Linked DNA regions of Anas platyrhynchos: region 2 is linked to region 1. Evidence: chromatin contacts called from public Hi-C data. All regions are on one chromosome and are shown on one strand. The core of a region is the stretch at or near the end of the contact, and the rest is flanking DNA. Distances in the headings are between cores, read along the strand shown.

Evidence for each region. Hi-C and Micro-C count contacts between places; a contact is called where the count stands out from the background.
Region 2: a contact with region 1 is called in a Hi-C map of skeletal muscle, with 1.8 times the contacts expected there. The contact joins the promoter of GPR146 here to the enhancer-like site in region 1. A contact is called at or near these places in 4 of 8 Hi-C or Micro-C datasets (liver, skeletal muscle and subcutaneous adipose tissue).

The regions. Positions count from the first base shown.
Region 1 is chr15:14,236,373-14,242,581 of IASCAAS_PekinDuck_T2T, forward strand. It overlaps CHLSN (cholesin), which reads right to left. Exons shown (of 5, transcript XM_027468889.3): 5 at 4,912-6,209. Among named protein-coding and RNA genes, the nearest start is that of CYP2W1, 11 kb to the left of the region's middle. Within about 2 kb of position 3,074, at least 3 of the 8 cell types and tissues checked have an H3K27ac peak or open chromatin away from gene starts, as enhancers often do.
Region 2 is chr15:14,276,409-14,282,617 of IASCAAS_PekinDuck_T2T, forward strand. GPR146 (G protein-coupled receptor 146) reads left to right here and starts at 3,600. Exons shown (of 3, transcript XM_005020082.5): 1 at 3,600-3,735. All of the region lies in intron 2 of CHLSN (cholesin), which reads right to left.

The DNA.
Region 1 (6,209 bases), core at 1,824-4,323:
AGGCCTCTTGGACCATTCTGAAATAACATGCATATGCTTTGGGGGCAGAGACCAGCATTTATTTTAAGAGGTGGTTTAGGATCAAAACAGTCACCACTCACTCTTCACATTTACTATTCAGGATTACTGGACCACAAGTGACCTTTCAGATTCTTAAGACTTGGATTATGAGGGGCTTTATATACTAAGCCTAATGACTTGAATTATAGCCTGAGCAACCTGACAATCAGAACAGGACTACAGGCATTTTACTTTCTTCTATCCACAAAACGGCTTGGGCATTTCAATCCATTTCAAGAGAATGTCAAGTTGGTGCCCATTATAATGATCTAGTTGAGTTGCAAGAAAGATAAGATGACCTGGGTGAAGGTCGTGCCTAAGAGATATGGCAGTGTTTTCTAGATAAGCCAGCTGAGACATCTGTTTTCCTTCCTCTGAGACAATTATTTTATCATTTTCAAATATAAAAAAAACAAACAAACTGAAAAGTTACAGCGCATTTTAATCTGTACGGCTGCAGCAGCACAACATGGTACCTTGTCATTTTCAAATCTCTGCAGCAAAATGTTCCACAGGACTGATGATAATCTCCCTGACACTGGCTGAACTGCAAATATCTTTCAGCTCTCTAAAAAAACAACAAACCAGGCATCAGCAATTTCTATGGCATCAAGGCATGCATGCTGCAGTTGCCATTTTCAATCATCATTCACAAAGTGTAACCTTACAGTGAAATTTGCTTCCCGTTTAATGTATGTGAAGCAAAAGGTCGTGTTCTCCATTACCTGAGCTCAGCTGCCCACACCAGGACTGCTGCCGGGGTCCGCAGAGCATCCTCTGAAGCACTCCTGCACAGGGCTCCCAACACCAGTGGCTTGTAGCTGTACGGCAGGTCAAAAGTTTAATTTGACTATTAAAGCAGTTTTACAAGGTACACGAGCCCCACTGCCAGAGCAGTGATGCAAATCAAGGTTGACTGATCCACTCTGCTGAGTGAAACACCGTTCTGTTAACAGGAAGGGGAGCATCAGCACAGGCGGAGCAGAAAAGCACACACATAAGCTGTGCTGTTTGCAGAAGGACTGCATTGGTCACATTCCCTTCATTCTTCCCTTGGAGAAGCAACCATCTATACCACTTGTGTTGGGAAAAACACAAACCCACACTCACCTGCCATGTGTTCGTCTTCCACTGGGACACACACACACACAAAAAACTAACAAAGACTGAGACTGCCTGCTCTGCATTAACTGAATAAATCAACAAAAGTCACTGTTTTCTTATTAAACAATGTCAAAGATGTACTCCTGATCTCTCTGTGGTTATTTTTTTATCCTTTCTTTGTCCAAAGACAGCTGAAATAATATAAAAAGGGATTCAGAAAACAAAAGGGGAACCCCTGATTTTATTTGAGAGCACCAATGAATATTTTCTAAGTTTGAACCAATCTCTGGAAACAATTGGCAAGTTTGCTGTGGTTTTCCTCACGCAGACTGTGCTCTGCAGTCTGCAGCCTTGGCTATGCAGAAGAAAATATGACATAATAAAGCACCGAGAGCTACTTCATGCCAAATTGCTGCACAGGTGATCATTTTTGAAGGAGTTTTATTTGAATATCACACACTCAGACCCCAAGTAGCTGTATCATAGAATCGCAGAATCCTTTAGGTTGGAAAAGACCTCTAAGATCATCAAGTCCAACCGCTAACCTAGCACTATGACATGTCCCTAGGCGTGGTGCTAGGGACACGTCTTTTGAATACCTGCAGGGACAGTGACTCAACCATGTCCCTGGGCAGCCTGATCCAATGCCTCACAACCCGTTCAGTGAAGAAATTTTTCCTAGTATCCACCCTAAAACTCCCCTGGCACAGCTTGAGGCCATTTCATCTTGCCCTGAAGAGGACAAGAGGAAATCTGGCCTGTTTGGAAAATAGCCATCCTGTTTGGAACTAAAAGCTAACTTCTGCATTTTCTAACTTTGACAAACCATTTTCCTCCTCATCTTCTTTGCTAATTCAGTCAGCTGAACATTTCCACCCACCAGTTAAAGTAAGCTGTAACCTGCTTAGGAGCTTGTACAGGAAGAAAAGGAGGGTAACTTGTGCCATATCCATAATGCACCCATCTGCCCACGGCAGGTTTTCCATCTTTGAGATCGAACAGCGTATTGAAACCACTGGAAATCAGAATTACTTAGAACTTTTTCTTCTTTGTAACAACAAAAATACCCAACAACATGCTGAGGTTGTTGTGATGGAGGTGTGTGCTCTGCACGAGCTGTACAAGGAGCCCACCACACCATGGGACAGGGAGGAGGCTCCATGCAGGGTCAGGCTTTTTAGGCATCCAGCACAGTTTTAAAAGTGCTTGAACAACCTCTGACATCCTCCAGGACCTCTAACAGTCAGCACAGCCCGGGATGAGGATCAGACAGCATCACCTCTTCCAAACAAGGATAATTCAGTTCTTACAGAATAGGATATCTTGATGCCTTTAAATCTCAAATGCCTTCTGCCCTCCTAACTTAAGTGAGGAGCACCAGAAAGCACTTTGTCACAAAAAGATGGGTGGTGGAAGCAGCCCGTTCTGGGAGGACAGAGGGTGTGAGTAGACCTGAGGACCTAGAAGAGACGTGTGAGGACCATCTGCTAACAACAGGCCTGGGAAGCTTCCCAGAAATGTTGGTAAAGGTTATCACGTAACAGCCGTACTGACCTGGCCTGTGGTGAAAACAGCTTACACCACTGGGAGAAGTTTCAGTTTCATCCACAATACCTTCAGCCGCTTCTTCATTATCTATTTGATGGTGATAAGGAGCAGAATGTGACCGAGACACTGTGGCCTTCCAGAGGCTTACAGGCTGCTTTGGCTATGCACACACTTCGGAGGTATTTATGCTCTGGTAACTCCATCAGCACTAAAGGCACTGAAGTCCTTCCTGGGGCTGAGCTGGCACCAGGGCTGTGAACTGGGGGGGATGCCACTGATGAGCAGGCTCAGACACTGGAATTTCTCACCGGTTTCATCTGCTCAGTGCCAGCGGTTTGTGTGCGGGTGCCTGCTTACAATCAGCCGTGGTATTTTCAGTTGTTTTGGCCCTGAGCACTAACCACAAGTAAGAGTTCAGAGAAGCTACATGTTTATTCTTTCTCTCCTATCAAATTGCCCCATTAAACATGGACAAAAGATTTCCTTATGTAATAGGGATGCTATTTGTTATTTTTAAACTTACAGCAGCCAGGAGTCGTGCCAGGTGGCATCTTGCCTTAACCAGGGAACTTCAGGAGGTTACATTCCTGAGTGTCACTCTTGCCCTCTGGTATGCTCGATGCCCATACTTGGTTTCTTGGCTCGCTGCAGTCCTGTCTATCTGCTGGCATGCATTTGTGACAGCTCATGGAAATACCCATCTTGTTTAACAAGGTAAATCAGGGCGCTGGTCAGTCATTTCCAGGATCCTGCAAGAGCTTCTGCTTCTAATAAAAAGCACGAGCTGTAAAATCCATAAAGTCTATTTACACGTATCTATGCTACCAGAGAGAAACCACGGCTGCAGCTCAAGCTCTCAGTATGCCAAAAGAACTTGTAAACCAGTTTGTTTAGTCAAATTAAGCCCACAAAGGAGTAGACAAATAAAATGGTTGCAAGTCTCAACAGCCCAGGACTGAAAATGGGCGGTGAGGCCAAGGAAGGTGTTGTGCTGGGTGCTGAGACCCTGCAGCCTCGTGTCTCAAAGTGCCCCACAGATAAGAGCTGTGGGTTGCCTGGCAAATTTCTACACAGCAACGCTGTACCACGTTTGGGCAATTTCATGGAGCTTAAGAAGGCCTGGCTGATACAAAGGATGCTGCCAAAGTCTGTTATATCTCTAGAAGAGTACAGGGAAACACGCACTTTCAACATCCTTCTTTGGGTCCAAAGGAGCTCAACAACAAATGATTATTTTCACAGGGCCACAGCTAGCCCTAACTATTTATAAGCAAATGAGAGTGACAGACCCTGTGTCCCAAGGCTTATGGTTTTATAAATACAATGGGACCATGAAGAAAACAGATGTCAGTTGTAACAGCAAAAGGCTATGTGATACTTCAATTATCAGCAAACCTTCTTAAAAAATCCAAATAACTAAAACGAATAGGAAATGTAAGTCCTCCTCACTGTGCATGCAAGCATGATTGGTAACAAGCTTCAACTATGCGCTCACATACTTTGGGTTTTTTTGCTTGTTTCTTTCTAACACAATCCCTTTTCATTCAGTGTCCAGGTTGGAGGCCTGGAGAGGTAGAATTAGAATTCTTCTGGCCATTTATATACATGTGGCATTTCTTGAGCTTCAAGTATTTGATTTCAAAACCTATTTAAATTTTTGACGTAGGTGTGTTTGTGGGTTTTGTTGGGGAATGCCAAAAATTTTCTGTATGCAGGAAAAAAGAAAAATCAGTAAGAGCAACTGTATGACTGCTCTTCTGTTTTTATCCTAAGGTCCCTCCCTCCGTGTCTGTAACATCAGCCAAACCTTCCTAGTAGCACAAGCTTCTTATTCAGCTTTGTTTTGACAAAGAAAGATAAACCACTGTTTTGCCTTGCCCTTCCCCCTTCACTTATTCATTAGTTTTATTTAGTTCGGTAGTGCCCGCTCGCTGCAGGAAAAAAACATAATTTAAAAAACAATTATTTTTGACCATATTAAGTTGTTGACTATGTAAGTTCTTATGAAGAAATTAAAATAGAATGTAATTATAAATCACGGCTAAAAGCAGCTTGTGCTGCAAAGGCAAGGACATTTAATTGTGTCCTTGTATGACTGGAATCACTGTAAACAACTAATATTCCTATTTGCAGAGGCAGAAATAACTAGCTCATTCAGCCATACAGAAAGGAAGACTTGAAAGGAAACCAAAGACTAAATGAGAATAAGCCACTGGAAAGTTTTATGTCAACAAAACTGGGTTTAAATTAAGTAACATCAATTCAGTATTTTGACTGTAAATGAATTAAAATATTAAAACGTGTTTTAAAGGGAATGCTTGTGATGAAAATTCTGTGGCTAGCTGCTACACCTACTGAAATGAATAGGAAACTTTCTACTAATTCCTTCTCTGCAGGATCAAATCCACACAGCAAAGTGACTTCTCTGGTTTTAATACTACTTTGTAGAACTAAATTTTGAAAATAAGAATAGCAGCAGAATTGCTAGGAAAACACTGAATGAATGACTTATTAGTTATATGTAATGGAAAATACAGTACTGATGCACCATATTACATATGCATGAAGGAGTAAAATTAAAATTACATAGACAATTTCCATTCTTATGTTTTCTAATTTTCTGTGTGCTGACTTTGCAACTTAAATCTCTTATTATTGCTTTTTCTGACTCTGACTTAGTGGCAAAATTGAGGAAAATGACAAAACAAACCAACCAACCAAACAAACAAACAAACAAAAGAGCTATCAAGTCTGAACCAAAGAAATGTATTTCTAAGCTACCTGCAATGGTAGGAGACAAGACAAGAGTCACATTGCTTAACTTAACAAAAGTTAACAAATTTAACGTTGCTTAAATTAACAAAAACACAGCAGAGCTATTATCCAGAGGGACAAAATATTGAAATAAACTACACATTCAACAGCTATGATCTATCCTTTCCAAATAAGAAGAGACAATTCATTTACTCAGTAATTTTACAATGGTGATAACAAATTAAAATTGTGGGCAGACACTGGAGAGCCAAGAAGATATAAACTCCATGGGAAGGATCAGCCAAATTAAAGGGAACTTTTTACATTGTCAGATTTTGAGTAATTAGTACTGTCATTAGAGGCACAGTTCCAGCTTTAAGCAATTTTGAGTAATTAATGTTCCTTTATTTTGCCTAGAAGCCCTGACTTCAGCATTCTCTTAAGATAGGAATTCTTCTAGTTGGAGCTACACAATGCAGATTAGCCCAACTAGAAGACAATTAGAGTAGGCAGATGAAGATGTCATTTGTCAGACTGTACACACTGTTACTTCTAGCCTTGAATTCAAGTTTTATGAACACAGCAGACGTTTAAACGGAAACCCAGACACCATTTTGTCCTATCTGTATCTATATGATTGGCTAAGCTACAACTAATGTTAAAATTGGAAAATTCTAGGTGATTAAATGACAGAATAAAATGAATGAAGTGACAGATTGTCACTTCCTTCACAGCTTTGACCA
Region 2 (6,209 bases), core at 2,350-4,849, 41 kb after region 1:
AGCCTTGAAATTTCTGATTTCTAGGTAAGCTTAGTAATATTGTGGAAATAAATAGGCTAAGACATCTGACTAAAAACATCTAGAGGCTTCAGCTGTGGCAGTTTTATAAATCAGTTAAAAAAATAAAGTTTTTAATTATTATCTGTAATCTTGAAATACTGCACAAATGTAAAACATTTTACAGGCTGTCTTTAGAAATGAGTTTACCTATCATAACGGGGAAGCCATCTCAAACAGAAGTGAGTGCAGGATTTAAATATCCAGCAGTCCTGCTAAGCAATTCAGAACAGAGAAAAACAACCCTGGCTGCAAGAGGAACTGGAAAAGGCAGAAAGATTTACCCAAGAGAGAACCTGCTGAAGACATCAGGCCCTTTTTTTTTTGCAGTAAGAGTGGCAAAAACAAACAGGTGCAGTTTTTCAGAGCCTGAATTTGTATAAAAGCGTCAACTGCCAGGGTATTATGAACCGTGACAGCTGGACAGCCAGTACCAAGATGGTATTAACGGCACATTAATTTTGTTGTGTTTCAACAGAGCAACAAGCACATTTTTAAATTTGTGTCCAGCTTTATAGTTAACCAAAGGGCCTTTGCTGTCTCATACTTCAGTATGACTGAAGATGTCTTCTAAAGGCTTCTGCTCCTCCTTCTCCCGCTGTTAAAGACTCCTACATTTGCATGCCCAGCTGTCTCCTGCCAGCACAGAATAAAGTTGACAAGAGTCAGAAACTCTGAAGAAGTGCCCCAATGAACCTGATTTTCATATATTGCAAATGTGCCTTTGGGATTTGTATGTGTAGGTCAGAAGTTGCTGCCTGGTGAGGGGCTCTGCCCAACCTGTGTGTGGCACAAGGTGCAAAGGGCGCATGGCGCAGCACAACTGCTGCCTTTGCTGGGGCCAGGAGTGCTGCTCATCCTCCTCCAGCAGACATCCTCAGAGCTCTGGCAGCACTGCAACACCCTGGGTGCGACCTGACAGCCGTGTGCCCTGGCAAAGGAAACTAAATGTAAGGAACTGGCTGGGGCAGAGAGGTGATGGAAAAGGAAACCTGACAAAGGCGACAGGAAGGGAGCCGGAAAAAGGAAGGAAACCAAGTTTCTGTTACCACCAGTGAGTTCAACTGCCCCAAAAGTCAATGTGCTTTCACCTTTTTGTACCAGCCCAGCAAAAGAACAGCAAAGCAAGTGGCATCAGAAATTCAGAGGAATAAATTTTAACATGACTAACAGAGACAAGTATAAAGAGGGCTTCAAATTTTTGAACTCTGAAGAGAAAGAAGGGGAAATGGACGATACAGCTCGCTTCATAGTAGCAGCATTGTGCCTTGTTTGTTCATTAAGCTCGTGTTATTTCATAACTTTTAATATAGAGCCATGTCAAAGGGGCTTTGTTCGCTGACCGAGAACGGACTAGGAGCTACCGACTCGCCACATAATGGATCCTGCTTACAAGCAGCCTTTTGCCCCAAGTATGCACCATGCACGATATTAGCATACAAAATGTTCTGTTTCCCTCGTACACAATACATATGAAGCCAGATAAATAACTGGCCATCTGCCAGCTTAAAAACAAAAAAGCAGAATCTATAAATACAGTTCAAAAACTACAAAGAAGAAAGGCTGGCAAATCTTTAGATGCAAGGTTCATAAAAGAAAGACTGACAAATGATTTACTATTTGAGGCTTGCCAAAGGACTATGCTACAACTACAGCTATAGAATTTACACAAAATAGTTTGCAGCCATATTGAATTTAAATAACCATTTTCTGTCATTTAGCACCTTATGAGAATAAGAAGTATGACCAGAGAGAGCACATGAAACATAATTCCCACGCAGAAAGCAAGCTTTGATTTAAAAGTAACATTTGTAGAAATAAGACTTCCTTATATCGTGTCTGTAGAACTTCCATAGGAAGATTTAAAAAAATTATATATGTTATAAAGAAATAATTAAAATTTTTCATAAAAGCTAGTTGCTTTAAAAATCTCAACTCTTGGCAACAGAAACACTGGGAATAAATTACGTTGATTTGGAAAGGTTTCTGTAGATGCAATCCAGGCAGAAAAGCCTCAAACAAGTTCTGCAGGAAGCCAGATTTAAATAAGAACAATCTTTTTATCTTTCTGATCCAGGAACGGATTCTTTTAGTACTGGTGCAAATGTTAAAAGAGTATGTCCTTACGTACCCAGACACGGTATCTCATGAGCACAAGCTACCAGGTGGTACCCTAAATCTGCAGCTGTAATTTTGAATGGGTACAGCCCTTGTGGCTCGAAATCAGGCTTTATTTACAACTGGGTGATATTTGCATGTTTCATAGATTTACATCCAGTTCTGAAGAGCACATAATGTATTAACGTTAGAATCTGCATAATAAGAAGAAATTAAGCAAATTACTAAATTAAATGAAAGGATTTACAGGCACACAGAACAATACGACTTACAGAAACTAGCTTGTTGAATTCCACTTTATAGATTGTTTGCTGCTATAAAGTACATACTGTAACAGATTAAGTTCTAAAGCATAAATTAGTACCATATTTTATTTCTCATTTTTCTCCACCAGTATCACAGTCCTGAATGCAGCAGAAGTATTTAAGACAACTGCACTACTGCAGGCTTGGGGAATGTCGTTTTGCTTCATTTGCACGACGACAGTGCCAGGAATTTTCACAGATTTGCAGAAGGACTCCGCTTACTCTCTTAGCCTTAATTAAACCACGTTCTCCAATCAGGGGAAGGGAGAAACGAGAAGGAGAAGGAGAAAAAAGAACCCTCGGGAATCATTTGTATCCACATCGCCGTGGCTCACATTCAGCCCCTCTTCAGCCCTCCCCGAGAAGAATTTTAATAAAAGGAGTGCGGGGCTGTCCCAGCCCTTGGCTCTTGAACCGCCACCAGCACGACCTTCCCCGTCGGGGTGCTGACAGTCGCTTCCCAACTTTAAACGGCTTTGGGCTCGCGGAAGGTAGAAGCGGAGGATAAGCTGTTTTGAAATCAGTGCTGGAGGGGAGGAAAAAAAAAAAAAAAAAAAAAAAAAACAAACCACGAGCTCCATCTCCTCCAATGAAAGAGGTACCACAGGGTGTAGGCAGGTTGCCAGGCGAGCTCGGCAGCGTGACCGCACTGCATTGAGTTTCTTTAATGAAAGCCAGGAAAGAACACATTACACAGTGTTTCTTCTGCGAGCTCGCTAGCCTCCAGTGATTGAAATCAATAAAAACAGTCGGCAAGGGGCCCAGTGGGGGAAGAGAGAAATCTCCACTACAGCATTCAGTTTGCTTTCCACTTTCTCCCTCCCCCCTGAAGTTAAACTCTGAAGCTCACCATGACAAGCGGCTTCGCTTTCAGCGCTCGGCAGACTCTGGTGGGGATTTAAAGGAAGCGAGCGCTCCAGTTCCCCTCACTGCCTTCGCCCTCACCACTCCGCCGCGAAAATGAAAGGCTGGCTTTGAATTTGGGTCCTGCCTGGAGAAAGTTCCTGGGGCAAGTGCACCGCTCGGCATCTCAGGAGAGGGATGAGTTCTGCAGTTGGAGGATGTTAGAAGGTGAGAGGGGAAGGAGGAGGAATCCGAGGCAGCGAGAGCCCGCGGCCAGGCGAGGATGTCAACCGCGGCGGAGGGGACCTCTGGATCTGCGGGACTGACCGCGAGCAAACGGCCCCGATCGCTGACAGCCGCGTCCTAAGGCAGCCAAAACGCTCGCCTACACGTGAGCAAAGCGCAGACCCAGGTAAGTGGGAGCCGCTTTTAACCATTCCCTGTGTCGTGCCTGAAACGGGAGCGAGACCTCCCCACCGAGCCTCCCCCGGCTGCCCCGCGACCCCCCGGTCCCCTCTCAGGCAGGTCAGCGCCGAGCTCATCCCGGCTCAAAACTGTGGCAGGCCGCTAACCCTCGCCGAGCTGTAAAAGTGCACAAAAGCCCTTTGTTTGCCACTTCGGGGCTGAATTTGCTCGCTGACAAGGTAGAGGGGCCATGGCGTAACTCCTCCCCTCACAGGAGCCGCCGGCGCTCCCGCTGCTTTGGCTGTTTGGGGCGATGAAACGCGCCCGGCACCGCGGGCTGGAGCTGGCTGCCATCTGAACGGCTGCCAGCAAGGCACTGCTAACACGGTCCGTGCTCATCTATCTTATTTATGTATTTTAATCACCATAGCAGCCACACACACTACTCGCGCTGAGCTCCATGTGCGGGTCTGAAGCATGAACTGTGGTGCTTGCATGCACGCGGGCTACGCGGATTATTCTATCGGAAAGGGCTCAGCAATCGTTTCTTCATGCAGCCAGGGGGGATTTCTGACACACAGGTCAGGAATGACAAACACAGGCTTACCCAGCACTTGTTTTACCAGCAGGCAGTTTTTATACAGACAGCCCTGTAAAAATGAGAAGACACAGATCGCAGCTGGAGATCCCCAAATCCTTCACAAGGTTTGGACCAGCTTAAAATGACATGGTTTAGCTAAGTATCAGTGAGACACTGAGGGTGAAATCGAAGCCTGTCCTTGGCAGGGTAAGCGAAAATGATGACGGCTGCACCTCTTTCCCAGCAATGGCAGGAATTTAATGGGACAGACACGAATAGGTACCTGGGGAGCAAGCAGACTTGCCTCCTCCATGCTGGTCATCATGAGATGGTGACAGCAGCTGCCCGGAGCTGGGGAGGGCTGGATGCCCCCAGACCCATGCAGGACACCAAAGCAGTGCTCCTGCAGCCTCTCACCTCCCTGCCCCAAGCCTGAGGGCACGCACACCGTCTGACAGACTGACAGCCGAGAGAAGAGCCTCCCCAGTGCCTCCTCCATCTCAGTACCACCAGGCAGGGGGTAGGACCTGGAGTTCAGCAAGTGCGTGTGTATTTGTGCAGGTGCAGATGCAGCTTGCTCTTAGGAAACACGGCCTTTTAAGGGTGGTTGCATTATTTTCTCCTCACACTGAAATGTAAATGATCCAAAGAGTGACATAGAGAGCACCTCCATCTCTAGGGCTGTTTTTGCACAGAAGTTTGCTTAATCATTTTCAAAGCCTGAACAGTTCTGATCAGACTACGGGAATAGCTGAGGCAAGGTTTAAACACTAAGAAGTTTTTACACTGATTTTATCAGTCCAGTTTTGAACTCTTGCTACAAAACAGTCGTAAGATTATATAGCTTAAGATGTAAGAAAAATAATTAACATTTAGAAAAGCAAATTGGTGATTCAGAAAACAGCCCCGCCTGACTTTTGCGGCATATCCATAGACCCACGATTCACCACAATTTCCCATTTGCAGAATCTGTTCCACGTTTTGCCTTCCCCTGCACAGATCTTTTGCAGAAATTACAGCACCTAGTGAGGGCATCACAGCAGTCACTTCCACTCCAACCTACAAGTCTGGTTTCCACCGCTCTTGGAGCTATATTTATCCTTACACAGAGGAACTCACTGAAGGTTGTACTCCATTTAAAAAAAAAAAAAAAACTTAGGTGGGACAGACAATGCACACCACTTGTAGTGACATTCTCAAGCTCTAATGATATTCCTTCCCATTACTCTCTCAGCAGAAAATATAAATATTATCTTTAAAGCAGAGTGCAGGGTATTTTTGTTCATAGCGGTGTTTTTCAGAAGCTAAGTGCTATGAGTTTCCATAACATTTACTGTTAACAGAATGTGTTATTTTCAAGCAGAGGGAAAAAAAAAGTATCATGCATTTTCTTAGTCAGAAGTTTTGACCAAATACAGATACAGATATGCTAGCAATCATACCACAGGGCAAGATCTGACAAAGTTTTCCAGTCATGCCAATGGTATTAAAGCAAACTCACTGAGCAGTGAGACCCAGTCCTTCAAACACTTCCTTTAGGGTACAGAGATCTGGAAGAAACACATCTTGCTTTGTTGAGCTGGAAACAGCAAAATATGACGGAATCTGTTTCTCACAATTCTGCTGGTCTTGATGGTCTCATAACCAGAAGTACTTCATCCTCAACTATCTTCTTCATAGTCAAGAGTTCCTAATAATGAATGCCAGTTGTCCTTACAGCAATACATACCAGTAAAAAAGCTTTTTGAAAGCAGTATATAGGGTTTTGTAACAACCAAAAGTAGGTGAAACGCTTCTAAAGGTGGAAGGACAAGCACTTGGTTTAATCTCACTGATCTACATCCTGATGAAGGTAAAGGTCTGGAATTCTACAAAACCAATTTGAGTGACTCTTTCAAATA